Regions from separate parts of the Arabidopsis thaliana genome. Here region 1 is linked to region 2. The links are chromatin contacts, called in public capture Hi-C maps. All regions are on one chromosome and are shown on one strand. The core of a region is the stretch at or near the end of the contact, and the rest is flanking DNA. Distances in the headings are between cores, read along the strand shown. Region 1 holds the start of AT4G04085 (a long non-coding RNA gene). Region 2 holds the start of AT4G01435.

Region 1 (5,973 bases), core at 3,067-5,566, 420 kb after region 2:
TATAAGTTCCTCTGTATTTGTCCGCAAATGCAAAAACCTTAAAAACACAAAAAAAAAATCAGTTGAAGAAATTTTTTATGTCACAAAATTATTAAAGTATGACAAAAAAATGTTATACACTGATGGCTCGTTTGAGGAGGACTTTGGAGTAAGAAGGATCAGATTTTCTGAATACAATGGCGGCGGCGGCTAGAGCAGCGGCGGTTTCAGCGGCGACATCAGAACCAGGAATGTTCTTGTCAACTTTAAACACACTTCTTACAGTATCCATGTCTTCAGGTCTTTCCCAACAAGAATGGTCTTTATTAGCATCACCAACTTGAACATAGATTGTGTCAGGTTGTGAAGTGGCTTTGAGGAGATAATCAGTAGCCCAACGAATCGCTATTTTAGCGTTTTGTAATTCAGATTTCATGAGTCCACCGAATTCAATTACACTCCATGAAAGCATTGTGGTTGTGAATGCCATTGGGAAACCAAATTTGATATTGTCTCCTGCATCATAGTACCCTCCAACCAAATCCACCTAATCAACAAAACACACAAATTAGAGATTTTTTGGAAAGAGGGGAAAGAAAACAACTAATAAAGATTTGATCTTTTGACGATATTGATACAGAATTTAACCTACATTGTTGAGAATCTTGAGATCTATAGCTTTCTAAGCAAGCCCATTTTGTTAAAATTAGGGATTTTAGAAAAAAGGGGGAAAAAACAAAAACCCTAATTTTATCCTCTGTTTTTTGATGCAGTAGAGTTATGTAAAAAGGTTGAATCTTTTGGCGATATTGATACAACACTTAACCTACATTGTTGAGATCTCTCATTAACCAACGAAACCCATTTCATATATTTCATAAAAAGAGAAGAAGAGAGTGAGGAAAAGTTGAGGTGAATTACATGAAGAGCAGAGCCATCAGAGAGACCAGAGTCTCTTCTCCAACTCATTCTCTGGTTAGAAGGAAGTTTCCCTGACCTTTGGCCTTCAAAGAAGAGGATTGATTTAGTGAGAGCATCTTTGTAGTTGTGCTTGGCCAAGTGGTGACGATGGTGATGGGTGTTGAAAAGAGAAGAAGTAGTAGGGTAAGAGAAGCCATTGCAGAGAAAGAAGAAGAAAGACAAGAAAATGGTGACTCTGAGGGCATAGGAGGAGGAAGAAGAAACTAGAAGAAGAGCCATTTCTCTGAGAGAGAAAGACAGACAGAGAAAGAGAGCTTCTATTAACCAACCAACGAATAGGTTGCAGAAGCTGCTTTGTGGGAAACAGAGGAAGTGGCTCAGCTTTTTATAGAGGAAAAAAAAGGTTCTCTCTCTCTCTCCTCGCTCTGTGACTAGTTAAAAAGTTTTTCGACTAATTTTTTTTTGTGTGATTTTTGGATTGTCAGAAGGAAAAAGATGTAACTTCAAAAAAATGACTAATTTGAATAGTTTTTGTCCAAAATTAGAATAAAGAAATAATTGAGGGGTTTGTGGAAAATATTGAAAATAAGTTATTGTCCGTACTTGTGCTTGTTTCGACTCGTTTGGGAGATGGAAGCCCATTCGCAAATCTAAGTTATGACTAAAGATTCATTTTACTTATGTATCTGGTTTTATTCTTGGATTTATTTTGAATACATTTGGATAAGATTCGGTGCTTGTGAAGTATGTAAATGACAAAACGGATGTATTTCAAATTATATTTTCTTTCAATTAGGTAAAAAAAAATATTGTTTACGTTATGCCGATTTTGAGTATTAACGTCACTACAACGAATGAAAGATCGACATGCATCTAGCTAGGCTTGGATCAGGATCATGAATTGATTATGTAACCTCAAAAGATTGTTTAACAACAATTGTCTATGATTCTTGTTGTCGACTGTTTCTTCAAGGGATGGTTACGTGTAGGACAACACGCTTATACGGATGATGAAGACATTGGTTGCCTGGTTGGGTTAGTTTTCGCAAGGGCCTAGCTTCTCCTTTGCCATTTTTACTTAGAACGATGAGTCCATTTTCACATCTTCATTAGTGAAACCTTATGTTGTGTCTAAAAATCGTCCTTCATGAATCTTGACGGGCAAACCTATGTTTCCCAACAAGACATTGTAGCCTTCAAATCATATTATTTAACAAAATAATAAGTTTGTTTATCCAAATGAGCACACATTTCATGATTAATTTGTCGTTTATAATATGTGTTCGAGATCAATGTATTACTTTAATAAAGGATGTAAAACAGTTCAAAATTATTTACTAGATAAATTTGAGGGAACGAATCTCTAAAGTGTGGGGTTACTCACACGATATAATTTTTGGACGTTATGAATTATTATGATTCAAGATTCGATTAACCAAATGGCATATATATTAGTGTTTACTGTTCTATCATGTATTTTCAATTTGTTTATCTATGCGTCTTAAGTCATGTATATAGATAGTGTAGGTACCAATTTTAGCTATACAAATGCCAAATAAATAATCATAGCAACCGTTGAACCATTAACCGGTCTAGACAAATTCATGGACACATGTTTTTGAGTAGATTGTATTGATGATGATGAGACTTGCATGACTTTATTTCAATCATTCCACATACACATGTGTGCATGTGATCAGCCTTTTAATACGAATCTATAATGAACTATATAAACTCTGGCCACTATAACAATTATTAGGAACTATAGTAGTGGTTTTGTTCTTTATAGTCGAATCCGTAATATATGATCGCTAATTAGAAATTGTTATGCGTTCTGCTAAGAAAAGGTTACAATTATTTGAATAATAATGTACGGTAAAAGCGTTACAGCAATGATTGTCATAACTTATCGGCAAGCCAATCACTTGATTTACGGAAAATTATACTAAATGTCGAGGGCCCAAATTATATCACAGGTAAATACTGCTTCACTTTATCTAGACAATTTTCTATATTCTCACAAGTTCCAAACTTTAAACTGTTTCAAATTTGATATTTGATATTTACAAATTGAACTAGAAGTAGTTATTTGCTTGTTTCGGGATAGTGGAGATAGACAAAATGGTCTCGAACAATATTTTTAATAATTTGAGCGAGACCAAGTATCGTTATCTCAACTGGTAAAGATAATAGGTAAAGCTTAGAGGTCGTCGGTTCGAATGACGTTTAAAACGAAATTAATATTATATGTTGTGGTTTCGCGCTTGGAAGGATTACGGATTTTGGCCATAACCTCCTAGTATTCAGAAAATTGTGAGCGAGGTTGGACAATCGGATAGTGATCTTGTAGACGTCAATGTGCATTCTTTTCTTTCCAAATATGGTAAATCCTCGTCTGGAGAGCCAAATGAAACAAGACATAATCGAAAGTTTGAATTTGTTATCGACAAAATTACAACATGGTGTCGAACTGTAGTTTGGTTTTGGCTTAATTTGTGCCGAAAACATTTATGAATACATTCAAACATTTACTGAAAGTGTATGGGGAGATACAAAATGAGATGATCTTTTGATTTTCTCCAACTCACGGCAAAGGAAAGCATGCGAGCATCCTATAACTTTAAAAATTTGTCAAGAGACTCAAAGTTAAACTGTTTTAGATTTTTAATTAGGGTCTCAAATATTTGTCTTTTTCTTTATAATAAAACAAATTTGATGAAAGACAGAATCAATCAAATCCTTTTAATTTACCTGTAGCACATTTTTTATAGCAATTAATCATTATTGATAGTAAAGCATTTGATTCTCATTAATGAATTTCTTGACTTCTTGTGCAGCATGTTTACATGTTCAATCTTTAGGAAATGCAATTGTTCTTTTTTCATAGATTGTGATTTGTGAATACAAACTTTTGGAATGTTTCATTGCCTTTCGGGCTGAGCCATCTATTATATATGAATCCCATATGCGAGTATAATCCATCATTAAGTTTATAATATAAACAAAAATTAAAAATATGTGTTTATTTAATAATTTTAGTTGTACGTAATTTATAGCCAATGAAATCTTAACACAACAATTTTTTTTCTTTTTTAACACAACATTGCTTTAGTGTTATTAGTGAATATTTTCAGAAGTTTAGTCTGCATGAAGAAACGTCCAAAACCCAACAAGGATGCTAAGGCTAGCAATGAGATATATACACTTTACCTTAATATTAACAAGTGAAAAATAAAATAAAAATTGATGCATTTTGAGCCAAAACATTAAGCATGGAAGACATCATGTCTATATATATATATAAGATTTCGTCATTTTTCCTTCTTTTTTTATTCTACATAATTTTAAAATTTGTCGTCCATACACAAGTAAATTAAACGTTTTATGAAAATTATTATAGTTATGTACGTACTATTGTCATGGTGATTCAACCCTTAGGTTTGATCACACGGCCATACTTCTACTTCTTACTCTAAAATGATCTTCCATTTTTGTCCCCCTCATTACATGACCGTGTTCTGTTTCATGATATGCTTATCCGTCTACCATAGTAGGCATTCTCGCATATTCGAATCGCGACTCAACCTCCAAGATATTCCCATGAGTGCGTCCTCGCACAACAGTCCCCATTCCAGATGCCAAATAATTGTTTCCCGACTATTGAAGAATGAATCATAAGACTTAGCTTTTCTTTCTTTGCCGAAGAAAACTCCTTATATTTCTACTCGTCGAGTAAGCTAATCACATGTGGATATTGTTGTTTAAAATTTGTGAGAAATATAGTGATATATGTATAAAATGGATATCAATGTATGTTTGTATATGTATAAGTATAAAGAGTGGCGTTGAATAATAATAATGGAGAGGATGGGAATGTCGTACTTATCATGTGCGCTTCTGTGATGATTCCACATGCATTATGACCCTCCAAAACAAAACAACACGATATAAAGAGGAAAAATATAAAAACCGAACTTTGGATTCATGTTCTTATTCTCCTTTTTCTGCTTCACTGTAAAAGTCTTTCCATTATTGAACAACCTAGAAAACAGATGGTAAAGGCTACAAATTTCATCGGAAATATTAAATTACACATGTGGACAAATAAATAAGTTTCTTTGACCAAATTCTAATATAATTTTTTTCATTTAACTAGTTTAATACTTTAAATTCTACCATATTTTTCTCTATCATATTCACTCAAAATATCAGACTGAAATTAAGAACTCAATTAATCTGCCACAATATACAAAATCTCACTTGGTAATTCGACCTTTGAATCCACATGGCTAAGTAAATATAGCTATGCCACAATATCGATAGACTAGCCATAGCTATATTTACATACTCATGTCGCATTGAATCCAAGGCAGCTTTAAAACAGTACTACACCAATACTATGCATGCAATAAAACTTAACAAGAATGTTGACAAAAAACATTTTAAGTTTAAGTCCAATGTTTACGATACAATATATGATTGTTACAACAGATTGCTTCATTATTATCAAATTTAACGATTAGAAACCAAGACTAAAAGGGATGCCAGTTGAATTTAGCCATGTGCTACCGTCGATAAATGGACCGACTGTGAATTGGGTAGCCTCCGTTTGGTTTTCGATGCGTCTAAAACCAGGCCATGTGACTCGCTTTGCCATGTTTGCCCCAGGCCCTTCATTCATATACTCTCCATAATATAAAGTTTCAAGTGCAAAATCTTTTTTCCCCTCCAACCATCCAGCGGGATGTATAAGATCATCAATAAATGATTTTATGATAACCGTCCTAGAATATTTTCTCCATGGTCGACCTAAGTACGCCTTGAAGTTTTCTTTCACAGGGATCAAATCAGGTGCGGCCAAGATTCTACAATTAAGTATAGATATACCCGTGGGCTGGTCCGACTGATTGCGGCTTTGAGCGGTGAATGCAATTTTATGTCCAGGATTAGGTTTACGAGCATAAAGACTACTATTCTGGAACACAACAGCCGCATTGCCGAATATGAAATCGATTGTACCATATATATCGCATTCTCGATAAAATTGTTTGGCTGAATGAACATAAAGGGTGT
Region 2 (5,689 bases), core at 494-2,993:
GTCAACGTATAAGTAAATATTAACTAATTAACCCAGAAGAAAGTTTTTACGTACCAAGAAAATTTAAATAGCAACGAAGAATAATATTTTCTAATGCAAGCATGATATAATAATACTCTAATAGCATAAGAACAGGGTAAACCTAGAAAATAAATATGATAAATGTACATGTATTATAGTCAACCACCCAGAAAAAAAGTTTAAAGTTTGACTTACCAAGAAAAAACAAAAAACAAAACATTGAGGCAAAAACAGTGATTTTGAGGGGTTTTTTGTGAAAAAATAAGAGATTATCTCTTTGTTTATATAGAGATGGATGTTTACATATTTTTTGTTTAGAATTATGTATATAATCCTAAACATTCTTTTTGATTTGTAGAATTATGTATATAATCATTTTTCTTCTATAATTGATAAATAATTGTAAATTTTCCTTTTTTTTAATAGTTGGTAAATTTAATTAGAATTATATAGTAGGACAGCTTTTCTAATTTCTATTTTTATCTAATAATATACATATAATTTTTGTATAATTATCTTATTTAGTTTTTTTCTAATAAATTTCCATAATTATCTTTTAAGGAGAAATTAAAGTAGTATTTTTTTCCATTTTTCTTAAGAATTGGTAACTTACATTTGGCCTTTTTTTGTCTTCAATTTCTATTTTTAACTTTAATAAAATACATATAGTTTTCTTATATTTCCATACAGTTTTTTTTTATATATTTTGTTTGACACGTGTCAACATCTAAGATTGATAAAATTGTCATGTGTCATGATCTCGCGAGTTAGTAACTTTCAAAACTGTACTTTATATAATAAGAAGATGGAAAAAAACCCGAAAAAACCTCCATTTATTTTCAATTTGTCCGTTTAATATCTGCGTTATTTAATTTGTCTGTTTAATACTTAAGTTAATTTTATGTCCTTTAAAAACTTTCATTTTTTAAAATTTTGGCAAAATCAGACGTCCAAGATAACGGCCGTTAACAGTGGTAACGAAATCGCTAACCACAGTTAAAATTTAACCCTATAATATTTGTTTACTTGTATTCAATTGTTTTTCTAGTCATTACGAACATATTATCCTAGTCCATTGGTTATGTGAGATTTTATTATTCTCGTGAACATGAGTTCGATCACCACACCCCTCCAATATTTTGGTCTTTTTTTTTTTTAAACCTGACGGCGGCCCATATCAGATTAGGTTTTCGATTGAGTTGCGTTCTCGCTATCGGCACTAGAGATTGCTTGAAGGAATATACCGGTGGGGTCAGAGATTAAAGCACCAGCTAAATGCAAAGGAGTGAATTGAGCATGTCCTGCATTCACAGCTAACTCATGAGCTGTAGCAATTGTCTCGTTTGTTTTGTGTATGAACTTTTCTGGATTCATCTTCGATTAGCCTTTTAAAATCCCTGAAAAAAACACACAAACAAACCCTAATCTCAGCATCTTTCATATACAATCGACAAACACACAAATTGAAAAAAGAATGTTGCGCTTATTTACCTTAAACGATATGAGAACTGAGTTTGTTTCGCAGAGTTTCTTCAATAAATCAGACGACTTCTTCTTCTTCTCAGTTAAAGTCTTCTCTTTTTGCAGAGAATCAAGCAGATGATAGCGATAATATTGTAAAATTGAAAACTTTAGATGTTTGGAAACTTTGTGAATTGCGAGAGAGCGAGGAGGCATGAGGCTTTTGTATAGGGAAGGAGATTCATCTGGAAAGATAGAGTACTATCGTCGTTTGTTTTCATAGAATAAGAAGCAAAGGGAAAAAAAATCCTGGAAAAAAATCCAAAGAATTGGTTGGACATGAGATTTGATCTCGGGGTGATTCGAATAATAAATACTCACATAACCACTAGACTAAGATAATAAATTCGTAACAATTAGAAAATCAATTGTATATAAATAGTAAACATTATAGGGTTAAATTTTAATTGTGGTTAGCGATTCCGTTACCACTGTTAACGGTCGTTATTTTAGACGTCTGATTTTGTCAAAATTTTAGAAAATGAAAGTTTTTAAAGGACATAAAAATTAACTTAAGTATTAAACAGACAAATTAAATAACGCATGTATTAAACGGACAAATTAAAAATAAATGGAGGTTTTTTCAGGTTTTTTCCCATAATATAATGGATCTACAAAGTATGTATTATCTTTTTCAAATACAACACATGTACTATTTTTATTTTTGAAAAAAAAAAAAGATATAGTGTATGAAAAGAGTTATAAAATATTGATTTGATTATTTATATCACAAAATGCATTTGCTCTTATTTTTACAAGTCAATTTGATAAAATGGACATGATAGTCTCCGAACGATCACTGTCGAGATGTTTAAGTGTCTTGTTGAATCCGGTATACGACCGAAGTCATGCCAGTGCCACTTCGTTTATCTCATAAGGCATATGTATTTTATATGCAAATTGTGCTATCATTTAGTGCTGCACATATTAATAAGCCCATTAACTTTCGAAGAAAATCAGATTGGCCGACTAGCTATAATTTTACTTGAAAGAAATAAAAGCTTTATATGACTTTAACTTTCCTTTGCTTTTCCAAAAGAAGATAAAAGCCAACATGATCAAATCAATGGCAAAGAAAAACGTAAAGAAACAAAATTGTAAATGAAAAGTTAGAAACGACATAAATAATACTTTTTCTTGTTAAACGACATAACTAGATTTTATAATGACAACATAATTTACCAAAATAACATTATTAAGTAGGATCGTAAACTTGAGTTTTATAAACCAACTGCACCTTGAGTTTTATTAACCGACTCAACCAGTTGAATAATGTTTGGTTAATGACATAAAAACCTGTCTCAGCAATGTGTTTGTCGGACGAGTGATATATACAAGATTATTTGGGGTAATTAGTATATATCATATTATGTAAATTGTAATTAAAACACTAAGGACATCTCCATTGGTTAAGATACTCTGAGTATCTTAGCAATAAAATAACAAATACTTTTAATAGATTTCAGTTATCAAATTTTTTTGTAGATATCTTTTTTTCCAATTTTCCCTTAAATTAATATTTATTTGAAAATCATCAATACAATTAAACTAAAACCCATGTCTCTCAAACCTGACACATCAATATTTTCGTTCAACTAGAAGACATAAAAATGTCGGAATTGTAAGATGTAATGAAGCCAAATTTAGTTTGAAACATCGCTACGTAATGTTTTATCTCGCTAGAGAGAAGAAATTTCAATTTATTGGTCATATTTTTAATAATTAAAAAATAAATCATACATAAATAAATAAGTTAACGTTTTAACTAATTAATATGACTAATGGTTAAAATATAATTATATAAAAAAAGACAATGGTAAAATTTCATAACAATTCATAGTCTCCAACATAAGTATTAACGAAAAATGCCACTCAAAACAACTTCGTATCAACTCTACAAGAAAAAAACTAATCCTCTTGTTTCTTTTAAAAGAAGAATAAGTTATAGATTATGACTTTACACTAAATAAGATTAGTACTTTGATTATTAGAAACTCAAACACAATTTCATCAAAATACTCTGCAGCATAACACGGATCTTTATCTAATATATATGAAAATTGGTTAATCCTCTCCATATGAATGTCGTCAGCATTCTCGAAACTGTCATGTGTCATCGCCATGTCATGAAATTTTAAACATGCATGACACATAATATATAGATTTGCAAATCATAAACATATAAAATCTTTTCCTCTGCTAAGAAAATAAAAATAAATTCATCAGCCAATCAAAAATAAAAATAAAATCTTTTCCTTTCATGAGTTTTTAGAGCATCTCTAATGAAATATCTAATCAAAATAGTTTCTCTAAAATAATGATAAAATATTAAAATGTTGGAGATAGAAGGTGAGAGAGGTTCTTAAAGTTCTTATTTTTGAGAACCCATGAATTCTTTATTAGACACACTCATGATAATGCCAACCTTGAATGATTATAGTTTTTGTTTACATATTTAATTTAAATAGATAATTGAATTATATTAAAATATTAATATTTGTTAGCTTAAAATTCCAAATTAAGAGTCTTACCCAGGGCCGGTCCAACCAAATATTAATACTTGACAAAATTTTCAAATTTATCTCTATTTTTAAGTTTATTAATTGATGATATTAAATAAAACAATACATTAATTAGAGGTAAAAAAATATTGAATATTTTCTTAATATTTATGAAAAAATTTTAACCGACAACTAATATAAAATAGAAATAATATTATTTTTATATTATGGTTTTAGTGGAATTAGCTAGTTAAGATACCCACAATAAAAAAAACTCGAATTATAAATAATATGTTATTGTATAAAACATTTATGCATAGTCCTGTTTTATCAAAAGGCTTTTACCCTTTCGAAAATATTTAGTTTTTTTTTTTGAATCATTTGAGTTAAATGTTTGAGTCTTTTTTTTTTTTGAGTTAATAACCCATGCTTATATGTTTATATCTTTGCAAATCTGAACCCCCCACCCCACCCCCAAACAAAAAAAGGTTTGCACATCATGTCAGAGGTGTAGTGGAAATTACTAAAAAGGGTAAAAGCATAACTTTTTTAACAGTTCCCAAAATGGATAAAATGCTTAAGATGAGATGTCACCTAGATTCCCTACATCAGCTACTTCTGTATATTTAGTGAATTTTAATATTTTTTCAAATAAATTTTATTTTTAAAAAATCTCAGTTAAAAAAAAAATGCTCTTATGCTCTTCGATAACTAGAGTTTGAAGAAAAAATGAATTTAGATAAAATACGATCAGATACTTAGAAATAAACAAGTTTTGTTTTGATTTTTATAAAATAGAATTATTTAAAATTTCATCTACATTTGAGTCAATCCTGTTAAAAACCAAAGTTTTCAACTTTAAAGCGTTTTTTTTTGTGTGGCAGTGTTCAACTTTAAGGCGATTAGAATTACTAATATGAAAACAATCAAATTGATGACCTCGCCAACTAGAGTGCATTACATACCACTTACCACTATGGTAACAAAAATTCAATGTTATCACTCTTTTGATTAAATTGTATGTATTCTTATTCGATTTTGTCTATGTTGTTTTTTGATAGCTAGAAAGTAAAGTTTATTCATTTCATTTATAAACTGTAGATAACAGAATAAGAATAATTAAACGTGAGGGATAGCAAAGTTAGAACTCAACTTACCATTATAGTTTGTTCTGTTCGTATAAAAATAGAATGTATACTTGTTTCATCTTTCTTGAAGATGTATAGTTTCACTTTAGTAAAGAATTAACGCACTGCATGAAGCATATGAACTAGCGGTTACCAGAAGAGATAAATATTCTTTTAAAAAAAATGGTCATCATCTACGTCAATGTCATGATCTGTCTAATTCATCGAGAAACTTGTGGCAATCAAAAGAGAAACAGAAGAAGCTTTAGTTTTATAAATTCGTACTTTATTCTAAAATTAAATAAAATTTAAAAAATATATATATATGACTAGTGAACAAAGTCTCTATATATACAAGTTTCTTCTGCCTTCAATCATTCATATACACAAACCCCTTAGAGAAACAAAAAGAATACAAAAAGAAGAGAGAGATTAGTTATTAACTTATTCATAATAAGTGTAATTACTTCGTATTTACTTTTTTTTGGTTAGCAGTCGACTAGTAATCAATAATGGGTT

Evidence for each region. Capture Hi-C pulls out chosen DNA fragments and counts their contacts.
Region 1: a contact with region 2 is called in a capture Hi-C map of root, with 4 times the contacts expected there. The contact joins the promoter of AT4G04085 here to the promoter of AT4G01435 in region 2. A contact is called at or near these places in 5 of 26 Hi-C or Micro-C datasets (cotyledon, leaf, root and 2 more) and 2 of 3 other capture datasets (root and seedling).

What each region holds. Positions count from the first base shown.
Region 1 is chr4:1,003,947-1,009,919 of TAIR10.1, forward strand. It overlaps AT4G04085 (a long non-coding RNA gene), which reads left to right and starts at 4,317. Exons shown (of 1, transcript NR_141775.1): 1 at 4,317-4,887. It overlaps AT4G02300 (Plant invertase/pectin methylesterase inhibitor superfamily), which reads right to left. Exons shown (of 3, transcript NM_116463.2): 3 at 5,355-5,973. The coding sequence ends at 5,420. It overlaps GH9B13 (glycosyl hydrolase 9B13), which reads right to left and starts at 1,359. Exons shown (of 7, transcript NM_116462.4): 1 at 901-1,359; 2 at 119-526; 3 at 1-37. The coding sequence starts at 1,179.
Region 2 is chr4:590,849-596,537 of TAIR10.1, forward strand. AT4G01435 reads right to left here and starts at 1,744. Exons shown (of 2, transcript NM_001340314.1): 1 at 1,513-1,744; 2 at 977-1,418. The coding sequence starts at 1,698. The coding sequence ends at 1,410. UMAMIT31 (nodulin MtN21 /EamA-like transporter family protein) reads left to right here and starts at 5,549. Exons shown (of 6, transcript NM_116374.2): 1 at 5,549-5,689. The coding sequence starts at 5,683.